Regions from separate parts of the Cricetulus griseus genome. Here region 2 is linked to region 1. The links are chromatin contacts, called in public Hi-C maps. All regions are on one chromosome and are shown on one strand. Each heading gives the region's core, a stretch centred on a gene start, on an enhancer-like site or on the middle of the called end of the contact. The rest is flanking DNA. Distances are from core to core; before and after follow the strand shown.

Region 1 (2,969 bases), core at 336-2,835:
TCAGCTTCTACTTCACATGATGTGTACCTGTGCAGGTAAAGTAGGCTCTCACTGCCATTACTCACAATATTGAAGTCTTTCTGGTAAATCCTTCAGGCGTTTGCTATGTGAGACAGGAATTGGTTTGGACCTTTGTTCCTAATGTTGTAACATATTATATTCTTGTGAGGCACTGATCGAGAACAGGGCATCACAGTCAATGGCAGTGGTCAGAGCAGATCTACATATGCCCTGAGTGAAGGTTGTGTTTTCATTTGACTGAATAGTCTGTTCAACAGACTGATAATAGATGGGTCTTGATCATATTAGCATGATTTTAAAAAGCACCACTTTTCAAACTGGGTGTTAATTCAAAATTACACAACTGTTTATGGTTGCTAGTATGCAGAGTGATAGGATCTTTGCACTCAAGTCTCACAAAAGAAAAATAGCCTCATTCCCATGGGACCATTCCAGAAAGTTCATGGACTCAGCCAGGGGTGGGGGTGGGGGCTCAGAAATGATCATAATGGAAACAACTTTGATTGTCAATTGATTACCTATCCCTGGTTGATTGCCAACTGGTCAGCTGTCCCTGATTATCAGTTGATCAGTCGGCTGTCCCTGATTGCCAATTGATCAGTCAGCTGTTGTGATTGTCATTTGATCAGTCAGCTTCATGAGCTGGGCACCAGAAACAGTAGTTTTCCAACAATTTTGGTTTTTTTCCACCTTGTGTTAGTCAGTCTTTTTGTCACTGTAACAAATACCTGAGGACAGCATGAACAAAGGGAGGGAGGGTTATTTTAGCCTATGGTTTCAGTTCCTGGTGGGCTAGCGTCATTGTTTCTGGCTCTGTGATTGGCAGAGCATCATGACAGAAGGGTGTGGTGAAAGAAAACTGTTCACTTCATGGCAGCCAGGCATGGGGAGCCCATCTGGGCTCCCAGCCTACAGACAGTGCTGACTATACTCAGTGCAGGGCTTTTGGCATTGGTCAGTCCTCTCTGAAATCCCCTACACACACACACACACACACACACACACACACAAAAGTGCTTTACTAATCTGTTAGGTACTTCAACCCAATCAAGGTAACAGTCAAGATTAACTGTCTCCACGAGTCTCAGAGACTGGAAGTCCCATGACGACATCATCACCCAGAGTTCAACCTGCCCTGGGGAAGAAAAGGAATACAAGGAAGGAAAAGAGAAAAATTAAAAAAAAACCCAAAGGAGAAATAAAACAAAGACCATTCATGCCCTTTATTGATGTCACAGCCTGTCACACAAGGTGGAGTGAAGTTCTTCTGGATATACATACTGTATTGTCACAGCGGTGAACTAGCAGTCAAGTTTGTAGATCCAACACTTGTCCTCCTAAGTTTGGATTAGAATCGTCTGTGGGCCAGATTCCCTCATTAGCTCCGAATAAATGTTTTCCATCATGAGCAAAAAAGGTTTTATACAAATTCCATTTCCCAGAACTCCATGAATGAAATGGAAACTCCCTTTTCTGGTGTTACAAAACAACTCCCTGCTAAACCTGCCTTCTCCTTCCGCAAGTTCACTCTGCGTCTGCTAGGTGGCATTGCAGGCTAATGCATGGGTTCACTAGCTAACCCACAGGCCTCTGTGTGGGAGGAAAAAGAGGGAAGGAAGCAGCTGCCACTGCTGCTTCCATCAGTTAGGATATCAGCACCATGGAAGGGAGGAGAGGTGCTCTTGCCAAGACTTGGCCTCTGTCAGCTTAGGAAGCACTCCCTTCTTCTGGATGGACTGCAACTGGCACTGAAGGGGCTTCCTGACCATGTGCTTTGATATTCTCCAGGGAAATTCTGGGGGACTTAAGTTTGGTGAGAAATGCTGTGATTTTCTCTGTCCGCATCTTCCAAAAGGTGTTCTGTAACTTTGGAAGGAAGGTCCAAGAGGCAAAGGAAGACATCATAATTCAAAGGTTTGGGGAAATCAAGTTGCACCCTGCTCTAAGTGATCCCACATTGTGTAAAACAGTGGCTTTCAGACTACATTTGCCCTGAATGATTGCATTTTATTAGGTGCCTTTTGCTCCATTTTGAGAGCCTTGTCTCTGCCTCTCCTTTTGTACATAGATACCACAACTTGTTCACTACTGCCTACAAAGGACAGACCGATAAAAGAGATACCACTTACACATTTATCACAGTAGATTGGCCTATATAGGCGCATTGGTACATTCAAACCATATCAGAAAACGTAGGTCCAAGAACTTATCAAACATACCAGACAATGAAAGCATGCAACACCATCACCTGGATCCCATAAACAGGAACCAAACATTGAAATAGCAATGGTCTCACCAACCTGGCCACCTATTTCTTGGTGTGGGGGCAAGTAAGTGACAGACAGGAAATTCCCAACTGTCTTTGGAGCTTTTAGCTTGCCTCAGTACCCACTGCACAATGTAGATAGACATACAGAATGACTGCAAAAGGGTCAAAAAGGTCAAGCAGAGGTGTAGAGTTCATAGAAACTGTACTGGAGACAGAGAGCTGACACAGATGCAAAGAGAGTCACTGAAGTGGTAGAAAAACGTTAAAGAACCTGCTGTAGAGCTCGCACAGCTGCTGCAGATTTGAGCCTGGGCTATAGGGTTGAGTCAGATATAGGGAACCAGAGGGGTCATAGAAGCAAGGTCCAGGACCTGGTCCAGACTGACATCAGGATGGATGGATGGCACTGCAAGTAGGCTACATTGTGCAGTGGGTACTGAGGCAAGCTATTTCAATGTAGTAGGCTCTTTCTCATTCCCTATCACCCTCCCTTGAGATCCAGTCATGCCTGGGGGAAGTCACTAGGTCTGTGGGTTGGATTTGAAGATGCAGATGCAAGACTGAAGAGGAGCCTTAGGCAGAGGAAATATCAGCACACATTCCAGAAAGGAGACTTCCTTAAGACACAAAGAAGCCTATCTAGAGGCAGAATACAAACTCCTGTACACTATAGAGCAGA
Region 2 (3,237 bases), core at 486-2,985, 330 kb after region 1:
CTGAGAAGGCTTTGCAATGTGATGAAACTTGAACTGTCCCCAGTGTTTCTTGGAAGCTGGAGGAGAGCCATGTGGAGAGCAGCTGGGGATAATCCCAGAGTTTTGCCAAGGGAGGCAGAGACAGTCATCCCCAAACAAGTCCCAATGGGGTTGTGGGGTTCTTTACTTAGAGCTTATCTACTATCTATGGAACCCCTGTAGCTCTGATGTGGAGAGAGTGGGGAGTGTGGTATATCAGCTCTGACTCTTCAGTCAGACACATGAGGTCTTACAAAGCCCTCACCCGAACTCATGTAGAAACACAGAGTGAGGCAGGCCTAGCTATTCCTATTTCAGGATGGTGAAAATGAGGGTCAGAAAGGGCCCAGAATTAGCCCAAGCTCCTCCAGCTAAGACTGCAGCAGACCCTGAACCAGAGTGGCTGGCCTCATTCTGGCTCCTGCCCATCCCTTACTTCCCAGTACTTTAGAAGTGAATCTCCTTCCTCCCAATTTCTCATCACTTGCTTTCCCCAAGGAATCACCTTTTTTTTTTTTTTTTCACATCAAAAGAACAGGCATGAGGACAGGCATGTGTGCTGTCACAAACTGGATACACAGGCAGAGGGGATTTCTGCTGGAGAAATAACCACACCACCTCCTTCCTCTTTGGAAAGAGACAGGGGAAACAGCTTAAAGAAACCACGGTAGAATGAATCTCACATTCACAAAGCAAAACAAAAGTGTGTAAAATGAAAGAATAACTAGCTGGTGAAATATTTACAGCTTCAAGAAAACACGTGGTTGATACCAAGAAGACGTGACATAACGACTCCACACCCAGGAAAGAAAATGTATCACGTGATGCTATGGACAATGGGGAGAGTTTAAATTTTACTTTTAAACCGAGAGAGAGAGAGAGAGAGAGAGAGAGAGAGAGAGAGAGAGAGAGAGAATGAGAGAGAAAGGTTAGTAGATAGGCAGCCACTGGGACAGGAAAGGGGAGACACATGAACTGGGAAAGCTAAAGAAGTGAAGCAAAAAGGGGAAGAATGATCTCCCAGAGCTGGGAGCAGTGGTGATGGGGTATGGAGGTAGAGTGCAAGGTGAAGGAAGAGGAGGAAGGAGGAGGCAGAAGAGGAGGGGGAGGGAGCTCTTGGTAGAGGAACCAGTCCCTTATTTCAGGAACTGTGTGCTGATAAGGAAGTAGAAGGAGAGTGCCCAAGCTGACTGGCATAGGAGTCTGGCCCTGGCCTAAACATAACCAAGAAGGCCCCAGTGGGCTCCGCTCACTCCAGGGTGAGAGGTACAGCCAGGTCCTGTTGCTGCTGTTGTTGGCCCTGTCTGTTGGCCTGTGTCTGACAGCCATCCTTCTCTTTGGACTTCTTAAAATGGTCCTGGTGTTTTTGTCACAAGTTAGCTCTACGAACAGAGCCTCAGGAGATGCCTGTGTGTAGGAGCTAAGTCCAGCTGCCTGCCAGCTAGAACCCCCCAACTCAGCACTCTCTGACACACAACTAGGAGAAAGCCAGCTTGGGGTCCTCCACTCTGGAAGGCAGATCCATTGAACCTTGGTTGGTGTGTCTGATGCCCCCACCCCATCTCCCTTCTGCCTGCAGTTGGCTGCTCTGAGCTCTTGGCCTGACCCGAGCTGGCAGGCTCTGGCAGAAGCCCAGGTGGTTCGCTCTCTCCCAGGACTTAGTACTGTACTTACTATTGAGGCAGTAGTTCCCACACTCTGCCAGGTGCCAGCATGAAAGAGAAAGGGAGAGTTAGCACTCACAGACATTGTACTCTACATGGCTCACTGGGAACCAGACCAGCCTGCTTCACAAAGCCCTTTTGTGGATCCAGAAGAGAGTGGAGGATGGGTTGCTGCAAGAGCCCCTGGAAGTTTCTTCAGGGCATGACTAGTGTTGTTCCCCCTTGGATTTTATTGCATTTGAGGGTTACTGAGAACTAAGGATAGGATACGTTCATGTTCATCCTAAGCTGCCAAGACTCCACCTTCAACCCACCTTTCTACTATGTCTGGAAAAATGCTTGTGACTATTTTTCAGCATCAGGCTGTGCATAATCAAGGGACAATAAGGCAACCAGTCACACATTCACCCATTGCCCTTTGCAGGATTCTGTAACCAGCCTTCTTGTGATTAACTAAGGGCAGAGTATTCTCCAGAAACCACACCAATAAGGTCCATGACAATGCCCTCAATTTAGTCAGTGCACACAGGCATGCAGGTAAAAAGCCATTCCATTCAAAAACACCAGCTCCAGGCGTGACCATCAAGTCTATTTCCCAACCTTCATGGTTTAAATTTTATTATAAACAAGTTTATATTTAAACCTAACCTTTAGACCTGACCTTTTCTGTGTTCTTTCTTTTGTAGCAATGGCCTGACTCATGTATTAATGAAAATGTCTTGGCATTCCTTCACATCTATGTGCTAAAGCAGGTGCCATCAGGTGGTGTCAGAACTGCCAAAGAAGAACAGCATTCCACATGCAAGTTCCACCCCCAACCCCCACCCGAGAGAATCTCCCACTTGAGAGATTTAGAGTTTTGGGGAAAAAAAGAGTTGAAAAAACAGCTCTTTCTTGCAACACACTCAATTGAAGTTGGACAGAGAGGACCATGAGGATGTCATAGACTCACTATCTCAATATCCAGGAGGCTAGTAGGCAGCACTGCTTCTTGGTACACCTCAGGGCCAGGGAACAATGAGACTGGTCAACTGGTCTACCATCAGGGCAGACTACACGCTTCTGGGGCAGTTTACTTGGTACATAATTCTTTGGTGTATAGGTTGAGAACATCCAATCCCCATAAACTCTAAAGCTTTTTTAATACCAACACCTGGAAAACTGCACACTTGAGGTCATGGCATGGGGTCATACTGAAAAGGTGGGCAAGGTAAAAATGCTGCAGAAAATTGCTTCTCATTTCTACATGAAGGGTATTTATTGGAAACACAAATAACCCTCATATTTAGATTTGGGTCCTTGTCAAGGTATCTCTTTATATGTATGTAAATATTCCAAACTCAAAAAAAAATATACTGTAATTGGAAATGTTTTTGGTCCCAAGAACTCTGGATAAGGTCTATACAACCTAATTTAGAAGCTACAATATATAGAAACAAATAAAAACCTTTGTCTATCCAACTAGACCTGCAACTAACTGAAGATCGGAGTAGCTCAAACACTCTCATTTTTTCAGTGTTTAATGATATACCATCCTATGAAAATAAATTCCCAG

The links. Hi-C and Micro-C count contacts between places; a contact is called where the count stands out from the background.
Region 2: a Hi-C map of the CHK-Q cell line shows a contact between it and region 1, with 7 times the contacts expected there. The contact joins two enhancer-like sites. A contact is called at or near these places in 7 of 8 Hi-C or Micro-C datasets (the CHK-Q cell line, the CHL-YN cell line, the CHO-K1 cell line and 3 more).

Annotation. Positions count from the first base shown.
Region 1 is chr2:340,633,971-340,636,939 of CriGri-PICRH-1.0, forward strand. No RefSeq gene overlaps it. Among named protein-coding and RNA genes, the nearest start is that of Osmr, 30 kb to the left of the region's middle. Within about 2 kb of position 1,586, at least 5 of the 6 cell types and tissues checked have open chromatin away from gene starts, as enhancers often do.
Region 2 is chr2:340,958,881-340,962,117 of CriGri-PICRH-1.0, forward strand. It overlaps Egflam (pikachurin), which reads right to left. Exons shown (of 23, transcript XM_035440594.1): 18 at 1,693-1,716. Among named protein-coding and RNA genes, the nearest start is that of Lifr, 91 kb to the left of the region's middle. Within about 2 kb of position 1,736, at least 2 of the 6 cell types and tissues checked have open chromatin away from gene starts, as enhancers often do.